2 separate regions of the Capsicum annuum genome follow, and region 2 is linked to region 1. Evidence: chromatin contacts called from public Hi-C data. All regions are on one chromosome and are shown on one strand. The core of a region is the stretch at or near the end of the contact, and the rest is flanking DNA. Distances in the headings are between cores, read along the strand shown. Region 1 has its middle 46 kb from the start of LOC107856237. Region 2 overlaps LOC107847703 (protein TRAUCO).

The links. A called contact is a pair of places that touch in the nucleus more often than the background predicts.
Region 2: a Hi-C map of bud shows a contact between it and region 1, with 4 times the contacts expected there. The contact joins two enhancer-like sites. A contact is called at or near these places in 3 of 5 Hi-C or Micro-C datasets (bud, leaf and placenta).

The regions. Positions count from the first base shown.
Region 1 is chr11:187,797,672-187,803,462 of UCD10Xv1.1, forward strand. No RefSeq gene overlaps it. Among protein-coding and RNA genes, the nearest start is that of LOC107856237, 46 kb to the right of the region's middle. Within about 2 kb of position 2,165, at least 3 of the 5 cell types and tissues checked have an H3K27ac peak or open chromatin away from gene starts, as enhancers often do. A contact at or near this core is called in bud and leaf, where this site is marked.
Region 2 is chr11:187,935,664-187,941,454 of UCD10Xv1.1, forward strand. All of the region lies in intron 3 of LOC107847703 (protein TRAUCO), which reads right to left. Among protein-coding and RNA genes, the nearest start is that of LOC107847703, 14 kb to the right of the region's middle. Within about 2 kb of position 2,943, at least 4 of the 5 cell types and tissues checked have an H3K27ac peak or open chromatin away from gene starts, as enhancers often do. A contact at or near this core is called in bud and leaf, where this site is marked.

The sequences.
Region 1 (5,791 bases), core at 915-3,414:
ATTCAACAATTCACCATTAAAAATATGAAATTGTTGAATTGTTCACTTATTCTCTACTTCACTTTCCCTTCAAATTCACTTTCTTTTTCGCTTTCTTCTCTTCATCAACAACTCCTTTTACTCACTTAATCAAATAATGCAAATCTTGTATCAAAGCCAAACTCGTTGTCACTGGGGCCTTTTCACCTTCAGCAGACCCGAAATGCAAGCGTTTGGATGATGCTAATAAGATTTTTGAGTTAATGGGGGTGAAAGATGTGGTTTCTTGAAACGTGTGGATAACTGGGTATTCTCAAATTGGACGATTTGATGAATTGAAAGTCACACCATAGATTGGAGATGAAAGATGTGGTATTCTCATAAATTTATGGTGTAAACAATCACACCATAGATTTCTTGAAAGACTTTGGACTTTGGGTATTCTCAGATTCGTCAATTAATGGAGGATTTGACTAATTGAATGTTGTAACATGGAGTGCTATGATTTTGGGGTATGCACAGGGGGATTAACAATTGTGATTTCGATGGTAATTTTATTGACGATTTAAAGCTATGATTTAATTACACATATTGTGATTTCGATGACAATTTTAGTAGTGGATATTGAATTTTACGGTGGTTGTTTGTGGTTTTTGTTATATTAATGGTTGTATTGTGATTCCGATAATGAAATTTGGATTTTTAAAATTATTGTGGTGAAGATTTGAGTTTGATGATGATAGTGTCAATGGTGGCGTTTAAATGATGATTTAATGATGATGTTTTAATGATTATTTTGTTGGAGAAGAAGCAATTGAAGAAGGCGAGACCTAAATATTAAAATAATAAATAAATAAATAAATTTTATTAATATTTTTTCAATTGTAAGAAAAAAAAATTATTAACATTTTTTCAATTGCAAAAATAATTAATCTAATTGTATATATTAAGAAGAATATTAGGAGTACTTAATGATATAAGGACAAATGAAATAGTGACACGTGTATGAAAGCTGTCATTTTAAGATTTTTTTCTTCTCTCACGCATCTTAGGAAGGTGAATACACCTTCTTTGCCACATCACCTTCTAAGGTGAAAATAATATCATTTTTTTATAGTTTAGGTGTGTAATAGATCACTAGTATAGTTTAGGTGTGGCTTCAACTATTCTTACATAGTTTGAGGTGGAAACGATGTCTTTTTCCTTTTCTAAAATTTAAACTAGGCTTTCTACATAAAGGCACAATGATACAATTTCATAAAATAAGAAAAAATCATTACAATTCAGTTTGAAACATATTGGGATTTATATAAATGTAGTTTCAGTTAAACTTTGATTAGTTGGCCGACATAATTTTATTTATTTATTAAACACCAATTCAAATTAAATTTCATTAAAGTTAAATTTGAAATCAAGTGTTGCAACAGCTTGCACATGACGAATTTGGTTGATTCCCTTGGTAAAAGCTTTTTTTTTGTGGTGCACTTAAGCTTCTAGGGTTGAATCCCCTGGTAAAAGCTTATGTCGCCCACTCATTCAGGATTGGACACCGCAACATCCTCTCCTTTTGGATAACAAATTCGTGGAGAAATTCGATGTTTTCTAGAGCAATTTTAAAGATGCCAGTTTTCCTCACGTGCACCTTTTTAGCTCTGACGTGTGTTTACACAAAGGAATATACAAGATGTTCAAAAGTTTTCATGAAATGTGTTATAAACCAAATGGGAGAATCCAACTCAAAAGACTAGTTTAATAGATGGGAGAACTCATTTGGCTTATAATCCCCTTAGTATTTCTCTATTTTTTTAATGTGGGACAATTGGTTCATAACAAAATGTTTAGGTATTAAAGAATACCACATCATGGCACTTTATATTGGGCTTTTCTGAATTCTTTTAATAGAATAGATTCGATTTCTTATGGTTCCATATCACTTTCGTTTATCGCATGTGTATAGGTTATCGCATATTCTTGAGGGTTAATTGTTCCTTCATATTTTGAGATGTTGGGAATTTTAAATAGTTTGAAAGTCAATCTTAGCTCGCACTTTGAGAGAGAATAGTAGTTGTATATATCTCCACGAGTCTATGCCTTTTAAGATTGATGGATCCCCTAGAATTTGATCTATACAGTCAGATTTTTCTTATCTTGGCCTATCCAAACAGTCAGCGTCATTAAGTACTTTATGATTTCGCATGATTCCCCATTATTGGGAGCTATAGTATTGTTTTTCCCATGATCCCTGACCCTGTTATGATTAGGCGTCCCTCACGTGGCATCTTTGGGCCATAGAGACCTTATCTTGCAAATTAGTATTGTTTTTCGGTAAGATTCCAATATGACATGAATTTTACAAAATTAATCTCAAGACTCTGACTTTGTTGTCATCGTTGTTTCCTTCATCATATTGGGTTCGGCCTTTGTGAGAATCTATCTCTTTGTTTTCCACAAGGATTGGATCAACCTCGTCATTCGCAGGGTTGTCCACGACAAGGTTTCTATTGACATTGATTTGATTTTCGTTTCCAACCATTGAGTCAGTGGATTGTTTCAAAAAAAAATAGAATTTATTAGTAAGATTCTAGAAAGACCAAACCAATATCACAATTACCCGTAGCTAATGATGGGCGCTAAATTATTTATCTCTCAAAAGGTACAATTGTGTTTTATGTGAGGTATAAAGGATAAGAGGATCAGATTAATTAGATATAGCAAAATAATTAGAGTGAATAATGTTAAAGTAAGAATAGAAAAGTAATTGAAAAGAAGAAACTGATGTATCAAAAGTTGGCCTGAACCTAAAGACTGTTATGAATCAATTGCTCCACATTAGAAAAATAAAGAAATGTTAAGGGGATTATAAGTCAAATGGGTTCTCCCACCTATTAGACTAGTCTTTTGGGTTGGGCTCTCCCGTTTGGTTTATAATATTAGTGCCCTCATTGAGAGTCTCACGTGTTGGGCCGTGACTTGAAGTGGTGGCCTGCGCGCTAGGAGTGGTGGCCTGGACCCAAGAGAGGTGCCAGCCGTGATCAACTGGGCGTAGCCATGACCAACGAGGATCGATCCACGTGCGGGAAGCTGCGCGTTGGGCCGTGACTCGTAGTGGTGACCTATGTGCCAGTAGTGGTGGCCTGGACCCAAGAGGGGTGCCAGCCGTGACCAATGAGGATCGATCCATGCGTGGAGCCACGACTCAGAGTGGTGGCCTGTGCGCCGGGAGTGGTAGCCTGGACCAAAGAGGGGTGTCAGCCGTGACCAACGAGGTCGTTGGTTCTCAAGCGGAGGCGATTGTTATGAACCAATTGTCCCACATTGGAAAAATAAAGAAATGCTAAGGGGATTATAATTCAAATGGGTTCTCCCACCTATTAGACTAGTCTTTTTGGGTTGGGCTCTCCCTTTTGATTTATAACAAAGACTCGTATGATCACAACGTGATAAAAAAAAACTAATTTAGCAAGAGTGTTGTGTGCAACAAAATTTTATTGAATTAAAATTTCTACGAAATTCAGATTATATTAAATTTAAAATATATTAGTCCCAAATAAGTATTGTGGACTAATATAATTGAATTAATTATTAAATCCAAACATGTGTGGATTTCATTGAAGTCCAATTTTTATTGGGTTAGCCCATTGATTTGGGCTATAAATGATGAGCCCACTCTACTAAGCCCAAGATATTATTATATTCTAGACACCGAAATAAGTGTCGTATGTCAAATAATACGGCATGTCAATGACACGATCCGAACCAGGGCCTTATCATAATGGGCAATCTCAAGTCCAACCAGGACCGGGAACCACCCCCGTTACTGAACCCAACCACCAAACGTATACCTTAAGTCTGCTGAATTCTGAACATATAACAAGATAACGTATTTAATCATGCAGTGACTTTGGGATAAGTCAACATACGAGACCAACCCAACCAAGTCCAACCACCCAATATCCAACCAATGTCCACACCAAAACCATTAAACCAAAACCAAAGTATAATAATCCAACGTATGTATATATATATGATATAAACAATCCATATACCCAAGTCCACAGGTGTCTATACAAAGTCTCTAAACAAGACCAAAGATTACCTAGTCGAGACATGCCCCCGACAAAGCCATAAACCGAGTCTATAAATGACAAAAATACAAAAAGTAATCCATGACATGAAATTGATTCCTTCCGAACTATAAAAGCTCGTCACTTTAATCCAACAGCTGATCCCGAAGTCCGATAGCTAAGAAGGAGGAGTGAAATGGTCGGTTCCTGCATCGCATGGGGATACAGCCGCCTAAAGACGGGTTAGTGGATGAACGCTATCATGCACTCAGGATAAGGATAAAATAATGCCAACCAGTGAAAACCCAAGTAAAACCAACAATATACATACAAAGCATACGTCCACATAGACACACATATATATAACCATGCCGGGAAAGAGAATCGGGTTTAGCATGCCATTTAAAACCTTTACCTAAGCTGTATATCTCTGTCGTCCTAAGCCACTCATAGGCTATATGGGTTTAGCTCCCCCTGCTAAAAGGTCCCCAGTATGTGAAGTCGCACGACCATGGAATAAAACCTGGAATGACTAGTACATCCCTCAAAATATAAAGTGTGACATCATGCACACGGTCACTAGGACGAAACCTCACATCGACGAATATGAGAATCCAGCTTCGATCCCCCCGAAACCTCCACCTTCCACGGGTTTGCCACACATACCCCTTCTTTAAGCCTAATTAAAACTAATTTCCAACCAAAACATTATTCCATTTTTGTTAACCAAGTCTATCAGTAGTGGTATCGTCATAGCAACTATAACTTGCAAGTATTGTCTTTAGCCAATGCATAGGAGATTTTCATGTACCCTTTGGGGGCATAGTATTTCCATAACCAAAGTCCATTACCAAAGAACCATTCCTATGCAACCAATTATCCAAATCCACCATTAATGCATATAAAAGCATAATTAAAAAGATGGGAAAATCATAACCAACATTTATAACAAAAAATCCCAAATCATATTTGAAAACCCAAAATCATACAATATTCAAATCATGAAAACATTGGATAATAACATTCCTTTAGTTAGAACTAACAATAAGGGAATAGAACATGCCTTATACATGAAGATTCACGGAAGAAATCTTGACCATGAGCCCTTTGAAGATCACATGAAGAAACCCTAGCCTCCGATCATCAAGAGTGAGTTTGAGAGAGCATTTGAAGTGTTTTAATTCTTTAACAAGTGATATGGAAGGCCACCAAGGGTTATATAACATGAGGACATAAGGGTTTTGAATTAAGAAATGTCTGGACTATCCTTGACTTAAAATTAAAAGAAGCCACGATATAGGGTACGACTCGCCTATGCCATCCGTACCCTAGGGTATGAGTGATACCCGAACTCGTACCCAAGACCTTTCCAAGACCCTACACACTGGTTCTTATACAACTCACCAACCTAACACGTACCTTAGGGTATGAGTGATGTACCAAACCATACCCATCTATAGTATCTTGGATAGTTTTACAAGGCCAAGCATTCAAGCACCATACGACTTAGCCTTACACCCCTCATAACTTTTTATATGACTCGTACCTCGATGAGTCGTATCTTGGGCAGAACTCCAACCAAATAACTGCTAGTGTACAAGTGAACCCGAAAGACAATCTCTAACTCGTATCCAAGGGTATGAGTGGTACCGTTAAGCCGTACCAAGTCCATAAGTCCAAAACCAAGGTAATTTTGCAAGGGTCCAAGTCCTAGGGTATTTCAGTCTCCTCCACTAGGATCATTCATC
Region 2 (5,791 bases), core at 1,693-4,192, 140 kb after region 1:
ATGTAGTAAGGGCGGTTAAGAAAATAATTTTGATTTTTTAAAAAACAATTTTTTTAAGTTTTGGGGGGGGGGGGGGGGGGGGGGGGGGGTGCGGCGGGGGGGGGGGGGTAGGGGTAAGGGAGTAAGAGTGGGGTAAGAAAAAAATTTGAAATATTTTTTTTTGAATGAAGGTGGTAGGGGGTAGGGATCGGGGTACGGGAGTGAGGGTGGAGTAAGAAAAAAATTAAAAATTTTCAAAAAATAAATTTAAAAAAATTAATTCTTTTTTTTAGGGAGGGGAGAGGAGGAAGTTGGTAGGGTGGTCGGGTAGGAGAAACAAGAAAAAGATTTGAATTTGAAAAAAAACAATTAAAACAGATTAGAAAGGGAAAGAGAGTAGGGTTTTGGGTAGGGGTGAAGTAAGAAAAAAATTTAAAATATTTTTTTAATAGGGATGGTAGGGGGTAGGGGGCTGAGGCAGGGGTGGGGGATTAAGGATTGAAGTAGGGTGGGTGATTTTGAGAGTTGTGTAACTATTTCGACTTAAGAGTAAAATTGAAAAAGAGTTTTATTTTTTGAAGAGAAGTCATTTTCCTTAGATTTGAGAAAAAAAATTGATTTGAAAAATATTTTCCAAAATCATTAAGCCAACCAAACATGAGACATGAGAAAATTGAAAAACATATGTTTTCCTTCGTACCAAACACACCCTAAGAAGCCTTCAACTTTTCTTTTCAGTTTAGCTCAAAAAGTACTCCCTCAGTACCAAATTATCTGTTTCAAATTGAGATGACACATTAATTAAGAAAAATAATTAATAACATGACTAGTTTATCATAATGCTCTTATTAAATGATGTTTACATTTTAATTTGAAGAAAAAGTAATTAATGCAAAGAGTAAAACATGAAAAAAAAAAAAATTCCCTTTTTGATTAATGAAAAAGAACAAATAAAATAAAAAATCAAATTAGAAAATTTGGGACGGATAATTTGAAACGGAGGAAGTAATATAGAAATATTGTAGCATTAACTTCATGTTTTTTTAGTTTACTGAGATGATTGAATATCAATGGCTCATTTTGGACCACAAGTTCTAAAAGTCTTTTTTTCTTCTTAAATTGTGTAATTAAATATTACCATATAAAGTCGAGACAAAAGGAGAATCAATTGTTAGCTCCCTTTTAGTCTACCAACAATTTACGCATGAAAGTTTTCAGCAGCTATTAATTGTCTTATCCTATTTCTATGTAGCAGGTTATTACCAGTAAGGAGATTATTCTTCTACTTTCTCATTTCAGTAATAGTAGAAAGTTATTTCCTTGTTAGATAGGTGGTAAATTTACCAATGTTGTATTTGAAGTTATTTGAATTCAATTGAAAGAAAAGCGAAAAATTGTTTAAGTTCTTGGGTTCTTGCAACTCAAGAAATTGAAAGTTCTCTCTTAACAAACTAGCACCATAGGTCGTAAGAAGAAAACATCTGAATTCATATTGCAGCATCCCATACCTAGATCCATATCAAGAGACCATAACAACTTGATATCAGAGACTAGGAGTGTTCATGGGTCGATTTGGATCAGTTAGTGGTTAAAACCATAACCAAAACCAATTTAGTCGGTTTTTGAATTTCTAAAACCAAATCAAACCAAACCACAAAGAAAATAACTGTCGGTTTGGTTCAATTTTTTTATTTTTTCGGTTATTGACTAGCCTACTCCAACCATCTCTAGAATAAATTCCTTTTTAAACCCATAGAAAAGAGTATCACATTGAACAATTTCTCATGAAATATTTGTACAGTGATGGACAAATGACACTATAAACTCTTAAAAATCAGAACAAACACATTAAACAAAACCAACATTGAAATGAAAAGCACTAGCTTTGTATTGTAGGCACTAAGATTATCCAACAACATACAAACACATACATGTACATTGCAAAACAGAGCTTTGTATTCTGTTGCAGCGTACTGCAAGAAGACACAGAGTTGGGCAAACTTGAGTTATCTGTTTACTTTATAAACTAGCTAAGTGAGCTAATCATATAGGGAAACGATTGAATAAATAAGGAGACATAAGACTATCATTTGAACCAGGGACCATAGTAACTCGTATTGCGAAAGCTGAAGTAGAAAAAGTGAAGTAGGGACCGTAGGGTTAACTTATTAGTAATAGTAGGTAGAGTTAAGCTTGGGTTTGAGGCTTTGGGCAATTGGGCTAAAGTATTGGTTGGGCTAGACATAGATTAAAATTAAGTTTTAGATTAAATTTAATAAAATATTTATATTTTATTCATAAATTATATATAAATATTATAACATATATATATATATATATATATATATATATATATATATATATATATATATTATCGGTTCGGTTTGATTATTTTCACGATTTTTTTTAAGTAAAATCATAACCAAACCAAATAGCATCGATTTTTAAAAATTTAAAACCAAACCTAACTAAACCAAACCAAACGTCGATTATTTTAATCGGTTTAACCAAACCCATGAACACACCTATCAGAGACCAGAATTATGGGCTATCTAATCGAGCAACAGTTGGCACAACTGTGGACTCTGTGCCAAGAAGAACATGCAACCAATTTAGTAAGGCAGCAGGAAGTCATAAATGCTCGCTTGGATGCACCCAAGAAGTATTTAGCGAATTCAAAGGCGGATGTTGAAACAACTGAAATGACAGTCATACTAAAGGTTGGAAAGGTAAAGCAGTGACTACACGTTTAGAGTCAGAAACTGGTGGGAATTCCCTGATTCTATATACAAAGTTATATTTTCCACGATTTTATAGCCACGAAGACCTCTTGAAATGGTTGAACAGGAGTGAACATTTCTTTCGACACCAACAAACACCAGAATTAGAAAAAAATGGACTTCCTTCTTCTCATTTGGAAGGAATTGCACAACTCTAATTTCCTCAACTAGAGAAAGATATGCCTCAATGCACTTGGGATGAGTTCAATCGTCGATGCTTAGAAGTCAAAAGTTAGGAGAATTGGCTAAGTTAAGCCAAATTGGATCTATGGCAGATTGGTGGATTATCGAGAAAAGTTTGAGCAATTGATTTCAGGTGCTAGTTCTCTTACACGAGAAAAAAATTAAACTTCACATTAGTTGTCTTGCTGATTATATATAGCAATTGAGAGTATTTTCTGATTTTATGAATGCAAGGAACTGCCCCCTTGTTCGCAATAGATCAAAACAATGTATTTCTCAAGTTAACAACTAGCTAGATTTGTGAAGAAATTGATCAGATCTGAGATAGATGAAAGATAGCTTAAGGAACCTTGTTTCAATTGTGACAAAATATTTATACTCGGGACCATCAGTACAAGAAATTATTCCAGATTGATTTTACTGACAATGAAGAAGAATTTGCTGGAAAAGAGGAGAATAGTACTACTTCCACACTTAGCGCTTGAGGACAAGAGAGACATGAAGGAGGGGCATAATGTTAGCACCCCTATATTCTACCTACAGTTTACGCAAAAGTCAATAAAGTAGATTATTTCAGCTACTATTAATTATTTTTCCTATTTCTTGATAGCAATATTAGCAGTAAGGAAGTTCTCCCTCCACTTTCTCATTTCAGTAGTAGTAGGAAGAGTTATTAAATGAATGATTAATCCACCAACGTTGTATTTGAAGATATTTGAATTGTCACTCGAAAGTGAAGTACAAAATTGTTCAAGTTTTTGAGTCTTCAACTCAAGAGATTGCAAGTTCTCTTAACAAACCAGCACCATAGGTCTTAGGAAGAATAAATCAGAATGCATATTGCAACATCTCGTAACTTGATCCATAACAGGGGACCATAACATAAATATTGGAACAAAATAAACCTATATCGCACCACGGAACTGCATGGATATGGCAGCTGCTCCTTAAGCTTACCACAAAGATTTTCAGTTTGGCATCTAAACTAAAGGATCTATTGAACACTTGAAGAGAAGACAAATTGTGTCAATTAGACACACAATGCTAACATGGCACAACGTGTGTAATACACCATTTTCTGACAAGAAAGATTATTTTATTTTTCAATCTGCAATCTCCTTCCTCTACCCCCCTCAAAGATAAGAGGGTTAGGTCTGTGTATATCCTACCCCTCCCCAAAGCCCACTTGTGGAGGATTACATGTGGTATGTTGCTGGTGATCTCCTTCCTCTCTTTGTTGCAACTATCTACACCACCAAAGTCGTCGTTTCATCACTTCTACTGGCACCATGCTTCTCCTTCACCGTGCAAACTACCCCAAAAGGCATTTGGAGATGAACCAAAAGTTGAGCTATCCAAGTATCAAAGCACCGATTGAGTGAGAGAACCGCAACTCCAACTATAACATACTACTCACCTCTGCAACATTTCAAGATAACAAAACATTTTCTACTCTTCTCAAACTATGCATTTCCAAAGATAAACAATAGCAAAATTTCTTGACTAAAATGGTATCAAGATGTGTTCATTTCCAACAAGAACTTGTCCTCGTGCTCTAAATGGCCCATGTATATAAAATCCAACCACCTTTACTTCTCCCTCCTCTTAGATCCAATCGAAAAGCGTGCAATTTTTTTTGGCGCAACTATATGGATCACACAACCTCTTATTACTTTTTATGAAACCTTAACAGTATCTAGATAACCTTTTACTATGATGTTGGTACTCCATTGTCACAGATCCAGTCGCCACCATAACAAAATTTATCCACCTCCCATCCCTTCTTTTCCTTTATATTCAACAACTTGCTACCTCCATACCTACCTCTCTTCCTTACAACCATCTCTTTTTACTTTCTTTTGTATTTTCGGGCAAAACTTGTCTTTATTTTAACACCTTTTTAGCTTAATGTATTTTTCTCATTGGTATTATTTAGAAGACACCATCACGGTTTCTCTCCCAAGCTCCTTGTCTAGCAGCCAAGACAGAGAGCTACAACATTCAAGTTGTTGACTGATTCGAATGAGAAAACCATAGTACAGAGGACCAATAAGATAAGTTACGGTCTGTAGCTATAGGAATCACTCATGGGTCTTCAGCTCAGGTGCTTTCTTCAATGAGTCCAAGTTTGCCTTCGCGGATGGAAGTTGAGAGGCTTGAGAGTAAAGTACAGATACGAAGTAAAGGTTCAAAACATTACTTGGATGGGAAATCTATAGATCATAATAGTTCATCAACCTGTCTAATTAACATCCTTCGTGCATGCACCTCTGTCTTTTTATTGGGTACGCTCCAATGGAAGTGCTATGCCACACCCTTGGCTGCTTGCCTTCATGATCGTTTTTATATTCACTCCCCGCCACTTTGCTGCACTACCTCATATTTCCACCAAAAGGTAGCATCTCTCCCATCCTTGTTCTCTTGTACTATAAGAATGTGTCACTAGCCCAAGTTGCGCCTTTGCTACAACTTGTCATTCCCAACAGCTCCCTCCTCCCTCCTCCCTAACCTCTCCCTGTCTAAACGTCAGCCATTCCAAACCTTGCTTTATTTTCTCACCAAGCCATTCATCACAAAAGCAAACACCCATCTTTTATGGGGTCTTCACTTATGTTTACAAATTTACAATATCAAAGCACCCAAAGACCCCTACATCTAATCACATCAGAGTTTGTATTAGATAAAGGGACAAATGTACTACTTTTAATAAAATAAAGGACAACAAATATACTGCAAGAATTATGAGACAATACTGCAAGAAGCATCCATAAATCACAAACAAGAAAATGCAAAAGCACACTCTACTTCAATTACGAACAAACTACAAACAATGAACAATACCAAATTCA